2 separate regions of the Mus musculus genome follow, and region 2 is linked to region 1. A link is a contact called in public promoter capture Hi-C data. All regions are on one chromosome and are shown on one strand. The core of a region is the stretch at or near the end of the contact, and the rest is flanking DNA. Distances in the headings are between cores, read along the strand shown. Region 1 holds the start of Zfp850 (zinc finger protein 850). Region 2 holds the start of Spint2 (serine protease inhibitor, Kunitz type 2).

What was found. Promoter capture Hi-C pulls out the DNA fragments that hold promoters and counts their contacts.
Region 2: a contact with region 1 is called in a promoter capture Hi-C map of liver, with 2.4 times the contacts expected there. The contact joins the promoter of Spint2 here to the promoter of Zfp850 in region 1.

The regions. Positions count from the first base shown.
Region 1 is chr7:28,012,481-28,016,763 of GRCm38.p6, reverse strand. Zfp850 (zinc finger protein 850) reads left to right here and starts at 2,649. Exons shown (of 6, transcript NM_001254951.1): 1 at 2,649-2,748.
Region 2 is chr7:29,280,183-29,284,664 of GRCm38.p6, reverse strand. It overlaps Spint2 (serine protease inhibitor, Kunitz type 2), which reads left to right and starts at 2,688. Exons shown (of 7, transcript NM_011464.2): 1 at 2,688-3,153. The coding sequence starts at 3,048. It overlaps Gm45977 (a long non-coding RNA gene), which reads left to right. Exons shown (of 4, transcript XR_003946629.1): 3 at 51-89; 4 at 647-945.

The sequences.
Region 1 (4,283 bases), core at 1,400-3,899:
GCCACTGGAGAGGTGGTGGTGGCTCATGTCTCTAATTCTATCACTGGAGGAGGCAGATCTCTGAGTTCTGTGTCAGCCTGGTCTACAGAGTGAGTTTCAGGACAGCTAGGGCTACACAGTAAAAAAAAAAAAAAAAACAAAAAAAAACATGTGTCTAAGAAGAAAAAAGAAAAAAAAGTATGCATTGTAACACCCTGAACTGTGAACGAGTGTCCCTTCTTATACCTGTTACAGGGAGATGTTCTGTACCGTGTGACTGACAGGCAGTCTACAACCTGTGCTTGCAATCAGGCCGTCCGATTCCTGGACACCAGGCGAGAGGGAAGGACTCTGTTAACTGGGAGCCCATATGGAGAGTGAGCTAGGAGTTTTATGGAAGGAGTCTAGGAAAAAGGAGCTACTGGAGGAGAGTCACAAAATGGCTTGCTCACATGGAATGAGAGACTCCATTTGGATTTGGTCTGGTGAGCCTTCTGCACTGCTCATCTCAAGCTCAGCAGCTCCTGTGGGTTTAATGGGACGAAGGCCCTGAACAGACTCATCCAAGATGCTTACTGCAGCATCCAGTGCAACTGTGGCAGCACTGTCTGTGTAGTGGTTGTGGGTGCATGGTTCCCCCAGAGACGTGGCTCTGTAGCTGCCCTGCTGATCCAGCCAAGGGTGTGAAATCCGAGTGCTACCCAGAGGGTCCTTCATCCATTGTCATGAGCAGACCAGGGAACACCCACAGTGCTGCTGTAGTAACCAGATACTTGGGAGGCAGAGGCAGGCAGATCTCTGTGTTCAAGTCCAGCTTGGTCTACAGAGAGAGTTCTGGGACAACCAAGGAAAAACAGAGAAATTTTGTCTCAAAAAGAACTGAACCCAACCAACTGAAACCTAAACCAGGCAACCACACACACACACACACACACACACACACACACACACACACACACACAAAACCCATGTAAGAACATGGCAGAAGTATGGAAATCCATGTTCATTGTGGAGAGGGGCGGCTCACTCACAGGATAGATGTAGAAGAGGATGGGTGTGAAGAGAGGATCCATCAGGAAGGGGATTTCTCAACACATGCCTATGGTCACCTTTAAGGAATACCTTAAAATAGATGGAGTCTTTCATTTTTAAAAGTGCAGTACAAAATATATAAGGTATTGGCTTTCCCCTTCCCCCGAAAAAAAAAAAAAAAGCATAAAAAGGGAAGCTTTAAACAGAAGCATCTCCAGGTAACGGGCATTTCTGCCAGGAGTGTGTATACAAGAACACCCTCCCTTCAAGGCCCCCTGATTCCATTAAAGTTTAATTGTCTTGATTTTTATTCTGTCTGCATTCATAGCTGATGATGCTGTCTAAATCATCTATGCCCTGTTGCTTTTCTGGATTCCTTCTATCAGTTATTGAGACTGAAAACTTTTGTATGCAATGCTGGATTTGGCTGTTTCTCCTTATTTCTCTATTGGACGTTTCCCCTCATGTTTTGAAGGTGTGGTATTACACGCATACTGTTTATTTTAGTTTTTTAGACAGGTCTTCACTAAATAGTCCTTGGTGGCCTCATCTCATAGACATTCACTGGCTGTGTCTCCTCATTGCTGGGGTCACATGCATGTGCTACCACGCCCAGCCAAGGATATTTTCACTTGATGACTTGCTGTCTCTGTTATTGCTGTTAGTACTGGCGATGCTCTTTGCCCCCAGAACTGCCTCCATTTTAAAGTTGACTTAAGTCTTTTTTTTTTTTAATACTATTGTGAGGATGGTCACTTTGAATCGGCTAGAATATTTAACACATTTTCTGTAGTTAACACTTATCTGCAAATTAATGTGGCACCTATACTTTAGCATTTACATAATTTACAGTACATTTAATGCAATTAGTTTTATTACTAGGATTGTTTAGCCTTTTCACAATTTCTTTCTATCATGTTTGGAAAAAGTTCTTTGTATAACATGAGAAAAAACAAAAGTGGTTTCGAAAGTTCCATAGTGTCAAGTTACAATAAATGTGTCTATCCTATAAAAAAGAGGCCTATGTTTTGGGTTTGTGTTTTGTTTGTTTTTTAGTTTTTTGTTTTTTAGGACACTTAACGCGTGCTAGTCATTCATCCTCCAACAGGAGGTAAATGACTGCCTATTGAACACAGTTCTGGTGATACATACAGATGTAGTCGTCACTCAATTTTTTCTATCTAGTCAACAGGGACACCGAACCCTGGAAGGGTCCAGAATATCTGGCTCTTTGAAATCGTTAATATAAACTACCCAACTTTAGAAACCAACCAATTCTTTAGTTCGGTCTTTTCAAATTTACCATAGTCCCTAGCAGAGCACAGCGTAGTGGAATCCCACTGAGTGGGACTCAGGCAAAGCGTCCGTCCCGATCTGATCTACTTCCTATTCTAAATTTTAAAATTTCCGCTCGTCCGTCCACGCCACAGGAGGGAAAATCAGGTAGACACAGAACACCAAACTCCGTTTTGATCCCAGGAGGCAGCCTCCCCTCGAAGCATGGGGAGCCCCCTGCCCCCCCACCGTGGGAACTCCCACAAGCCACTGGGCCCAGTTCCCGGATGGGCCGGGCTAAGTTGCATGCTGGGACCTTTCGGAAACGCCGGGCTTCTTGAAGGCTCCACATAGCTCCGGACGCCGCCAAGGGTCTTTGGCATCCCGGTGCCACCAACACGGAAGGTCTGATCTTTCTGGTCCAAAGAAATTGCTGGTTGGCTTCGGTCTCCACAGAGTAAGGTGGGCTGGGTATCGGTGTGGGCGCTGGTGTAGGGTGAATGGAGATGTTGACGCGTACGGGCGTGTGTGAGCGTGTGTGAGCGTGTGTTTGTGTGGGTGGGTGGGCGCGCGCTCGCGCGCGTCTCTCTGTGTATACACACCTTGAGCTCTCTGCTCATCTGTGTCACTGTGCTTATCATTTTCTTTCAAGGCCACAGGGGTTGGAGCAGAGGGCTAAGCATCACTAAGGAGAAGTCAGGTGCGGAGTCTGAAGGGAAGCTTTCCCTGAGGTACACACGAGCTTGGGAGGTGCTTTTAAGGCCGGAAGTGCCTCCGAGGGTCGCTTAGGAGGGCTGCTCTGGGTTGAATACCCGAAGTTTCTCAGAGCTGTAGCCATGAGAGTGTTGAGGGACGTGAAGGAAAATGCTCGGTGAGGATGCTCTCGGATATAGTCTGAGATCTCGTGGAATTATCAGTAAATGAAGGAGGAACGTGAAAATTGATACCTTCACCTCTGGGGCCCATAACGTTGTCCCTTCCCTTTCCACTTCACCTTATCATTTCAATGAACCCCGCCTTTTCTTCTCTACAATCACCCTTTTCCTAAGATGTTCTAGGTAGAAACCTCCAGAGGTTATCGTTAGGTCTCTCAAACTCTGATTTTATAAATCGATTTCTATTTGGATGGCATCGCATATCAGATGCGATCCTTTGATCCTTACAGGCCTTGTTTTCAAAGCAGGCCAGGAATGTCGGGGATAGATGATGTGTTCACTGTGAGGATTATGGCAGTGGGAAAGTGATAGCACTGAATTTGGCATCTTTGAAAGCTAGTGATTTTCTGAGTGTGTGTGTGTGTGTGTGTGTGTGTGTGTGTGTGTGTGTGTAATGGGTAACGTTGGCCAGATCCAGATGAGCAATGCCATGATTGATCGTGGAGTGTGGATCTGTGGTATCGGGTTGGAATCTTGGTTCTGTCCCCTCAGGCTCTCCAGGCCTGTCAGGAACCGTAGGATGCCTGTGGTGAAGCCTGTTAGTGCAGTGCCGCCATATCCTAAGGGCCTGGTGTGCTTTAGTTGTTCTCTGTGAGGCCATCTTGGGTTCATTCCACTCAGTGTTCAGCAGGACAAGGGAGTGTGAGAAACAATGCGATTGCTGGTGGATGTTTAAGAAAGTGACTTAAAAAGAAAAGCTAGGCTTCGTGGTATACATTTAATCTCAGAGGCAGAAGCAGGAGGATCACTGTGAGTTCAGGGTCAGCTTGGTCCACATAGCAAGGTCTAGGCTAGCTGGGCCACACAGTGAGATGCTGTTTTAAAAACAAGGACAGGAAAATGAATGTGCTAATGCAGAACATATTTTTTTAAAACTTTTCAGATAAAAATGTTCATATTGTGCATAGCATAATATTTTGAAGTTTTTCTATACTTTGGGATGACTAAATCGGTCACACTTTTGTAGAGAATATGCTAGCGTCTACTCAAACCCATTAATTGTCACCGTTTTTACATGATATATCAGGTGAACTTTTGTTATGTAGGTGAGATTTTGTGATG
Region 2 (4,482 bases), core at 1,439-3,938, 1.3 Mb before region 1:
TTAGTTGCTTAAGGCAAACACTGTATTGATAACTCATGTTTTTTCTGCAGCACACTGGTGACAGTGGCCTTGGCTTCCACAATACCCAGGTATTTAATCCTAAGATTATCTATGGGCTGGCTGTGGTATCGCAAGCCTTTAAGCCCTGGAGGCAGAGGCAGGTAGATCCCTGTTAAGTCTGAGGACAGCCTGATCTACATATAGAGTTCTAGGAGAGCCAGGGTTACACTGAGAGACCCAGTCACAAAACAAGGAGTACCTCTTGCAGAGGACTGGGGTTTGGTTCCTAGCATCTGCACGGTGGCTCACAACTGGAGTTACAACTCTAGTTACAGGGAATTTACTGCCTCTTCTGGTCTCTGTGGGCACCAGGCACACACATATGTGGTAGTCAGATGGACATTTAAGCAAAACACTCATACACATAAAATAATCTGAAGAGAGAGAGAGACCTGTCGACTGCTCCTCATGCAGTTTTTGTTCCTCATCTCTTAAGCCTTCAGTTACCGAGGCTTGCTTCTCATGGCCCTTTCTCCACGGCCAGTTCCAACACTCTTGATTTACTCCATTCCAGCCCCAAATCCACCCTCCAGAGTTTAGGTTTAGTGTTTGTTTTGTTTTGTAATGTCTTTTTTCTGTTGCTTAGCAGGGTCTCATGAATCCCGGACTGGTCTGAGTTTGCTATGCTGACTATAAATTTGAACTCTTGCTTTGGGTCCTCTGGCTTTCAGCTCCTGAGTGCTGGGATTACAGGCATCTGCCAAGAAGGTTGGCTTTGTGATGCCAAGGTTGGTTTGTGTGATGCTGAGAATCAAACTCAGGGCTTCCTGCCTGCTAGGTGAGTGCTCTAGCAAGTGAATTACACCCCACACCTGGTGGTTTTCTTTTTGCTTTTTGTTCTTCAGGGTAGGGGTTGGTGCTTGTTACTGGGGTTGGCTATGAGCTATCCCAGTTCTGTTTCCACATCCAGAGTGCTGGGAGTACAGGCTTGCGCAACCAGGCCTACTTTGTTTACCGTAATAAGGACGTTATTTTCTTTTTCTTTTCTTTTTTAAAAAAAGATTTATTGGGGCTGGTGAGATTGCTCAGTGGGTAAGAGCACCCGACTGCCCTTCCAGAGGTCCTGGGTTAAATTCCCAGCAACCACATGGTGGCTCACAACCATCCATAACGAGATCTGACGCCCTCTTCTGGAGTATCTGAAGACGGCTACTCGTTTTGGATGGTTGTGAGCCACCATGTGGTTGCTGGGAATTGAACTCAGGACCTCTGGAAGAGCAGTCAGTTCCTTTTTTTTTTTTTTTTTTTGATTTATTTATTATTGTATGAAGTATACTGTAGTTGTCTTTAGACACCAGAAGAGGGTGACAGATCTTATTATAGATGGTTGTGAGCCACCATGTGGTTGCTGGGATTTGAACTCAGGACCTTCAGAAGAGCAGTCAGTGCTCTTAACCGCTGAGCCATCTCTCCAGCCCTATTTTATTTTTCTTAAACACATTTATTTGTGTGTGTGTGTGTGTGTGTGTGTGTGTCTGTGTGTGTGTGTGTGTCTGTGTGTGTGTGTCTGTGTTCGTGTGGTCTGGCAGGTGCCATGGCTACAGTGTGGAGGTCAGAGAACTTCAGGAAGCCAGTTCTCTTCTTCCACCGTGTTTGCACCAGGAATCTCCTGGCCGCCTGGGCCCCGGAGAGAAGCAGCGAAGCTAACAAGGCGTGGAGCACCCGGGCACGCCAGGCCTCCAGCCGTTGGGGGGTGGTGGTGGGGGGTGACCTTGCGAGCAGGTGCGAATCTGGTCATCAGGTTTGGTGGCAGTTGTATTTACTTAGCCACTTTGCCAGCCCAAGAGCAGTATTTTCAATGATAACGAGATCATTAATTCTTCTGCTAACGGCCTTCTACTTCCTCTGTCAGCCCTCCTCCATTCATCCAGTTTAAATGGAGCTTCTTTCCAGAAGCCCACCCTGGTTCTGTGGTAGTGGTTTGTAAGTCTCCTTTGGGTGTTGTACCTAGTCCAGTCCCCGTGTCCCTCCCCCTTTCAGGTCTGTTCATCCTTTGCAAGCTTCTGATCGTCACCCTAACACCTCTATATATTTGTATTTGTCTTCCTGTACGGGGTCCAGAGAAACCTGCAGTTTTAAGGACTTGTCACCTCTTTCCAGACAGTGCCCTGCCTAACTGGCAGTCGCACTGAATAGGAAACTGGGCTCTGATCATGCCCTGATTTTCACTGTCCCAACCCCTGCTCACTCAACTGTAGGATTTCACCATCACATTCCTGATCACTCTTCCCTCTGCTTCCGCATCACTACTACGGGCTGATCCTGTTTGACGACACACAGGCCAAGCTGGCCTGGCCACTGCTCAATCCGGGACATTTGTTTATGGCACAGAGAACGAGGAATTTAGGCAGGATATATCTCTCACACCTAAAGGAACGCTAAAGCAGAGCGGGCAGACAGCCACAGGTTTCCGAAAAGTTTCTCTCGCCATAGTCACAGCGCAAGCACGAAGGCGCAAGGACGTCGTGGCCAACAGACCCACGCCTCCCGCAAGGTCCGGCTGGGGCGGGGTCAATGCCAACCACGCCTCCTCCCAGGAGCCGGGGGCGGTGCCAGGTGCAGGCCGCAGAGCCAGGTGCGGGGCCCTCCGCGCTTGCGCCGCATCTGCCCCGCCCCGCCAGGTGCGCCCCACCCCCAGCCTGGGTGCCACCTTCTCTTGTGTCCCTGCGTCCGCCATTCGCCGTAGTACTCCTCGGACGGGTGGAGGCTTTCACAGTCTGGGGAAGAGTCGCAGAGTGTTGCCGCGCGAGTCCAGGGACCGTGTTGGGAGGCAACTAAGGCGTCGCACGCGCCAAAAGCCAGAAAAAAGGGCTTCCGGGGACCCGGGCGCCTCGAAGTCCTACTCCGGGGCGAAGCCGCACCTGAGCCCGCGGACCTGCAGTGCGCGTGCGCGGCCGTGGGCTTTCCCGCACCTGCTCGCGAGACCCCACCCCCACACCCCAACGGCCGGCGGCTCGAGGCCTGGCGCGCGGCGCTGGCAGCAGGTCATGGCGCAGCTTTGTGAGCTGCGGCGGGGCCGGGCGCTCCTCGCCTTGGTAGCTTCGCTGCTCCTCTCCGGGGCCCAGGTGGCCAGCCGAGAACTAGACGTCCACGGTGAGGGCCAGGCGGGGGATCCGGGAGCAGGGGATAGAGGAGGCCGCAGCGAAAGTGGGGGTACTCGGTGCGCAGAGTGATCGCAGGCTCCTTGGGGTTGGGGAGGATGGGCGGTGGAGCCAGACCTGCAGGTGGCGGGCTAGGAAGGGTAGGAGCCTCGCGAGCGCGGGGGCGTAAGGGTTAGCAAAGTGTCCCTTCCAGAAGGAAGGAGGAAGGGAGGGAGATGAGGTGTATTGACCCAGGAAGGCGTGGCACTGGAAGTGGGTGAGGAGCTCAACGAAGCGGAAATTGCTTGGCCAAAGAAAGCCCGGGGTGGGGACGGGGACTTGGGGTGGGGGTGGGGGGCGCATTCAAGCCTCAGAGGTGGAAATTTGTTCGGGAGACCTGTTGGCCGCTTTGGGTACAGGGAAAACGCACTTCGGACACCTGTTGATATCACATATGGCAACAGCCCCATGATCTCCCGAGGAAGAAGAGAAGCAGCGGTTGGTAGAAGGGAGGAGCTTTGCCAAGGTGCCTGCCAATGCAGGAACGTCTGTTCTCCGAGTGTAGTATTGGCACCCAGCAGCTGGGGTTTGCGTCTTTAGGAGTCGTTACAACTTTTAACTGCTTCAGACAACCACTAGCCAGCTTTGAAAAGATCTCTTTTGAAAGAATTCATTGATTGAGCAAACTTAATTGAGTCCCCGCTGAGGGTCTGTAAGAATGGTGGTCGTGGCTGACTCAAGACTAGACAGGTTCCTGAATTCGCAGAGCTTGGATTCCAGTGGGAGCGAACACTTAACGTGCAGAGTACTCGCCAAAGATTAAATGACTAGCGGTGACTAGAAGACAGCGGGATAAGAACAGTGATAGAAGATGGTGAAGGGTACTTAACTCAGGAAGTACTCTAAGGAGGGTGGCACCTATCCTAACAATTGAATGAGTAGGTGGCAGCCATACTAAGACCTTGGGACCAGTGTCCCAGGTAGTGGGAGGGAGTAGTGAGGGTCTAGAGTAAAATTGATTGTGATCAAGGAAAAGACCCCACCCCCACCCCAAGGCTGGAACAGAAGTCAGGAAGGGGAGAAGTGGACACAGCCACGAGGCCCAAGTCCTTAGTGGGCAACCTATTTGGTGAAAGAGAAAGCAGGGAGTGTGGTAGCTTCTGAGGAATGGTCTATTCCTGTGTCTAAGACTAGGGCAACAACAAGAGTTATGGAGAATGCCACAGGCCGGTGGGAGAGGCTCAGCCCTGGTGATCCAGAGTCAGAAGTGCAGAGGTTGACCATTGTAGTATAGCCAGACTCCAGGTTGCCTTGTGTCTATAAGTTACCTGGCCTGTGGCTG